Regions from separate parts of the Culex pipiens genome. Here region 2 is linked to region 1. A link is a contact called in public Hi-C data. All regions are on one chromosome and are shown on one strand. The core of a region is the stretch at or near the end of the contact, and the rest is flanking DNA. Distances in the headings are between cores, read along the strand shown. Region 1 holds the start of LOC120416772 (inositol-pentakisphosphate 2-kinase). Region 2 holds the start of LOC120416798 (calcium and integrin-binding family member 2).

Region 1 (2,700 bases), core at 173-2,672:
TGAATTTGGATGATCAAGTATCAATGAAAGCAACGTTTTTCATCGTTTGTTATTATTAGAACATCTTATTTTGCTTTTATATTAAAATGGGAATTGAAAATGGATGCTCAACATTCAAATGCGTTTTTCTCAAAACGCATGGTTTGTACATGATGCTTTTTGAAATGTTGGCGTCGATTTATCATTGTCCTGTGTCTAATGCTTGTGAAGATACAGCGGTTTTAAAAATAAAAATGTGGAAAAAATAGGTTTTTTGGTGGTTTTTGGCAATTTCTATATGACAGACATGATTTTTCAGTCTCGTAAATATTTGTACCGGAAAGCTCGTCCAATTTCCCACAAGTTTGTCTTTGACAGCATTTCAATTGGATGTATGGGCTTACAGATATAAGCTTAATAACATTGCTTATAACTGAAAATAGAATATATTATTTCAGTAATTGTAATTCTGTAATTTTATTTGGCTACGATATCCTGTTAGTCAGACTTTTTATTCAGTAAATATTTAAACGAGTCAAATCAAAAAGCTGTCCAAAACAAACATATGGGAAATTAGACAAGCTTTCCGGTACAAATATTTCTGGAGCAACATTTGAGAGGGGCGGTACGACATTGCTCTTACGGCATTTGATTACACGCGTTTAAATGGGACGAAAGGCCGTAAGAGCAATGTCGTACCGCCTTTTTCAAATGTTGCTCCAGATTTATCCTTAGAATTATTACTCCAGATGCATTGATAAAAATTATATATTTTAATATTTTTCTAAATATTAACAATTATTTCATAGAGTTCAGTTGAAACTTTAAAAAGGCACACAAAGTGATAACTCAAGTGGTTAACCTTGCATCGATATCCGATCGATATTTCCCATAATAGAAATAAATAACCTGGCCAGGGACAAAACCGTGCAATTACAAGCATCCCTCTAAGCTCGGTATGACCTGGTATGGAGAAGTACATCTAAAATAGAAGCAAATCAATGAGATACTCACCAGCATCAACAGCACAAACAGGCTGGCAGGTGCAACTGGAGAAGGTCACACCGAGAGGTTGGCTGGAGGGACAACGAGATCTGGAGTTTGGTTCCGATGCTGTGTGTGCAATTGGAACCCTGTGTGGGCAGCACGGATTATCCAATTGGAATTATTTCACCGCCCAAAATAGCGCCACATGGACTTTTTGGCTGACGACTTGGGAATTGATTTTCTTTAGTAGAACAGGAAACATTTTTTTCAGGTAAACTTGTAACACAATGCACTGGAACTTATTGCACACACTCGATAATTATGCAACCTTCGACGGCAATTGAAGCTTAATTTATGCACACACTGAACAGGACATTGACGATGCACTTTTTTGCTTGCTCCGGATTTGGGAAACACTTTTCGAGCGCTGACTTTTTCTGCTAAATTCTCTGCCGCTGGAGATTTCTTTGGATCTACCCGTATTTCTCGCAAGATTGGACCACTTTTCAATTGAGCACAATATAGATCACATCCGGAAGAACCCCAAAACCACAACACCCGCCAATTTGAGGGAACCTTCCTCTATCACTCATTAGGAACACAAAACACGAACGGCTGGAACAATTTCCCCCTCACCGGAACTGGAACCAGGATCACGCCACTACACAGATTCGGTACGGAACCGTATTTCACCCGCAGGGTTTGATGTTGTGGACGGGAACGCGATGCACTTGGCCGCGGATTACAAAAAAACGCGAAACCGCGAACCGAACACACACAGATCGCCTCGACTCGCTTGCCAGGTCCCGTAATCTGTCAGTTTTGTTGTTTTGTGCTGGCAGTTTTATTTAGTCAGTGTTGCCAAATGGGTACAAAAACTTGAGAAGTATTTTTAAAATACAGAGCGGTTTCGTTAATCCGAATAAATACGAACTGCCTTCGAATTATTTAGCGAATCCAAGTTCGCTAATAGGGTCCTAAAGCCCTATGTTAGTTTATATATATAACGGTAAAAAGTACGATTAAAAACCATTTCTGATCACATATTTTTATGAAAATAAATAAAGTGACAAGACATTATTTTTACGATGGATCAACTATGGTCCCCTTGGAACAAGCTGTCAAGTAGGACCTTTTCTGTCAAGAAGGGCCACGAAGTTGTTTTTTTTTAAATTGATTAAAAAATCCATTTTAAAATCCTTTGCGGTCGTACAAAATACATTTAATGTTCGTTGTTCTCAGAAAAAAGCTTTGTTGTTGTAAACAATAATATCAGAAAAATAGGACCCGATTGCATCAGAATCAGTCTTTTGCTTTCTTTTGGAGAATAAAATTGTGTTTGTTGTATTAATGCAAAATAATATGTGTTTTGATTGCTAAATAAAGTCCCCGATCACGACAGTCTAGTTTTTTTTAATTGGGTACTAAACTGCCCATGTTCGCATAAATGTCCCATATACAAAAACAGTAAGCTGAGAAAAACACAAAACAAATTTGTCCCACACATAAGGCTACGTGTTAAGTTTTCGCGAAAATATTGAATTTCCTCCTGATTTCTAGAACAGTGGTTCTCAACCTTTATCGTTCCATTCCCCCCTTGACTAATTTTCAAGACCTTCATTCCTCCCCCCCCCTAGAATTTTGAAAAAAAAATCAATTATCATAATCTTAGATTCAATGTTTACTATAAAATTTAAGTTATTATGAAAAGCAAAAAAATATTAAAAAAGCATG
Region 2 (2,865 bases), core at 40-2,539, 320 kb before region 1:
ATGCCGAAAATCGCAAAACATTTGAAAGAAGGGGTGGTCAAATTTGGTTCAAAATTGGGATTTGATAGTATCAAGAGCTCCACCAAATTTGAGCTTGATCAGAGAAAGCCAATTTCTAGTAGTGTGAAATTTGGCACGGAATGACCCACATAACATAAGCCATTTATGGCTTCTTTTCTGTGCAATGCAATGAATAAGCGATTTGTGAAATCGTAGAAAATGATTTTTTTTTTAAGAAAACAGCATGAGTTTTTTTCTTGGGATATTGTGTAAAAATCTAGAACAAAGAATAAAGAAGAAAGAAATAAATAATTCAGGTGTTCCTTGCCATTTTTAATCTGATTCTAGATTTGATTCCAAAGTTAGAACATAATGAAACGAGAATCAAAGCTATTTTGAAAATAACTGGGAAAAAAATAATTACCGCAAATTTAAATGTAAATCCTACACATAACTCACCATAAATCTTAAACGCGTAAAACACCTTTATATCCCTCGGCGCTTGCTCACTAAACACCGACAGCAGATCCAAAAAGTCCTCAAAGGTTAAATTTCCATCGCCCTGGCGGGAAAACGCCTCGCAAATCCTCCCCTTGAACGGGTTCTCCACCAGCTCGGGCATCTTCTCGATCCTCTCTCGTGGCACCTGTATCGAGGTGGCCTGCCCCTCGGTCATCACCTCCGGCACCAGTTCCGGACTGGTTTCGCGGAACCGCTTGTGCACCCTCAGAATGTCCTTCCTCGTGAAGAACGTACAGTCCTGGTAGTCCTCCAGCTGCTGGTCGGTGAAAGTGACCACCTTGTTGCCCATGGCCAAGTGATGTGAACCTGTTGGCTGCCGGAATCAGACTGCTGGTCCCAAAGGCAACCGGGCCTTCAATTATAAAACACTCCCCCGGGGGAGCAGGAAGCAGGTTGAATTGAGGAGCAACACGCAATAAAAAAAGAGGCAAAGCACCGTCCGTCAGGAATGTGAAGACGATTGCAATCATCCAACGGGGTGATATGATAACGCAGTAGGGTAGGACATCGAAGGAAGGAAGAATGAACCCACCCACGCGGGGAAATTAAAAGCCAGCATGAATATTAGCACTTCTGCCACTGCTGTTGGGTTGACTGATGTTTGCCTGCGGGGCACTCCCATGTGTAAGGATATTCCTATAAGAGTGTGGGGTTGGCGGGAATAAATTTCGCTTTTCCATTATATTAAAGTCGTCCAGTCCAGCTCAACCATGCTCCTCCTTAAATTCGTGAATTATTGTCTTAAGATGTTATTCAAAATTTGTTTGTTATATATTTGATATGTAATAAAAAAAAAAACAAAGGCTGCGGAGTCGGGTCATATTTCAAACGACTCCGACTCCGGCTCCGGTTTTCATCTCCTACAGAATCTGACTCTAAACCGAAAAAAACCCTAGCCGACTTCGACTCCGACACCAACTCATTATTAAAAATATCTTAGAATTAAAATTAATATTTGATTTTGATATCATTGTAACTCACATGTTCAGTTCACATCTACATGAATATGTTTTAAAATAATTGTGTGATTTGCTTCAACGATATCTTGCAACAATATCACAATAGTTTGCCCAAGGATCAACACTTTCAGATTCTTAAGCAGAATGAGTTAACATGTTAACAATGTTTCAAAATTATCTGCTTTTTATTTGAAGTATTTTTGACAATTTAAACTATTATCGCCGTAACAATTTATTTTTTTGTAATTACATTCAAAATATGAATTTTGATTTCCAATAGATGATTAAGCAATAGATTCTTATTATAGTTGAAAATTGGTTATGAATTAGATGGAAGATTTGATGTAGCTAATTCATTTATTTCTGGCAGCTTTAACCTTCTTTGTCAACCGCTTATTTTTTATTTTTTTTAAAATGGCTCTAACACAAGAATTAAAATTAAATTATTTAAAAATTGCTCAACCGATAGCTCTTTTAAATGTTGATCATATAAAAAACAAGAGATAAGCTAGAGGTTTTTATTTTTGTTAAAAGTTTTAAATGTTGATAGTTTAACTTTGTTTTACAAATATGCATTACATGAATTGCAAATTTTATTGATTTTAATAACAGAGCAGACATTTCACAAAAGTTTCATGTTTATACATTAAATCAAGCCATTAGTTTCCCAGTTAGAAAATTAGGACATATTGACGTATTATCCTAAATTTAAACATTAAAGTGACAAAAAAGAAAAAAAAATGACTTGGTTTAAATGTTCAATGAAAAAAAAAGTTTGATGCCAATACAGTTCTAGAGTTATTTTTAAAGGTCCAATAAGGCCGATCAAATATTTTACAAAGATTTTGTCCCTCGACTCTGGCCGGATCAAGGGGGATGCAAAAAAATTAAAAAATATATAATAATTGAAATTACAAGCCAGAATTTCAACCTTTCAATGAAAAAACCTTTGGAAAATGCATTATACAGCCGTACAGTTGATATGCAATCATTAAGCTTAAAAAATGTAAGATTTGACGAAAACAAAAAAATTAGAAAAAAAAAACAATTAGCGGTATTGTACATCGAAAAAACCCAAAAATTTTAAAAAAAAATTTTGAACCACTCCAAACATGCTAAAAATGATTCTAAGCGAAGGGGAAAGCATTTCAAATTGATTTTAGTTAATTGCACTTAAACTTCTAATGTAAATTAGAATTTTTAAGAAATATTTTTTTTAAGCCTCCTGATTTTTCAGGTCGATTTATAAGGAAGGAGCGGGGGAGGAGTAAAATGAATTAATTTAGTTTTCAGATTGTTGCTTGTCAAATTTTATTAAAATTTAAAGATTTTTCGAAAAAAGGCAAAAATCACATTTTTTTTGCAAAAATTACCTTTGAAAAAA

The links. Hi-C and Micro-C count contacts between places; a contact is called where the count stands out from the background.
Region 2: a Hi-C map of embryo shows a contact between it and region 1, with 5 times the contacts expected there. The contact joins the promoter of LOC120416798 here to the promoter of LOC120416772 in region 1. A contact is called at or near these places in 2 of 3 Hi-C or Micro-C datasets (embryo and whole pupa).

What each region holds. Positions count from the first base shown.
Region 1 is chr2:45,075,781-45,078,480 of TS_CPP_V2, reverse strand. It overlaps LOC120416772 (inositol-pentakisphosphate 2-kinase), which reads right to left and starts at 1,422. Exons shown (of 12, transcript XM_052707999.1): 1 at 994-1,422.
Region 2 is chr2:45,400,261-45,403,125 of TS_CPP_V2, reverse strand. LOC120416798 (calcium and integrin-binding family member 2) reads right to left here and starts at 1,289. Exons shown (of 2, transcript XM_039578674.2): 1 at 460-1,289. The coding sequence starts at 811. The region is part of intron 1 of LOC120430668 (trissin receptor-like); the gene reads left to right.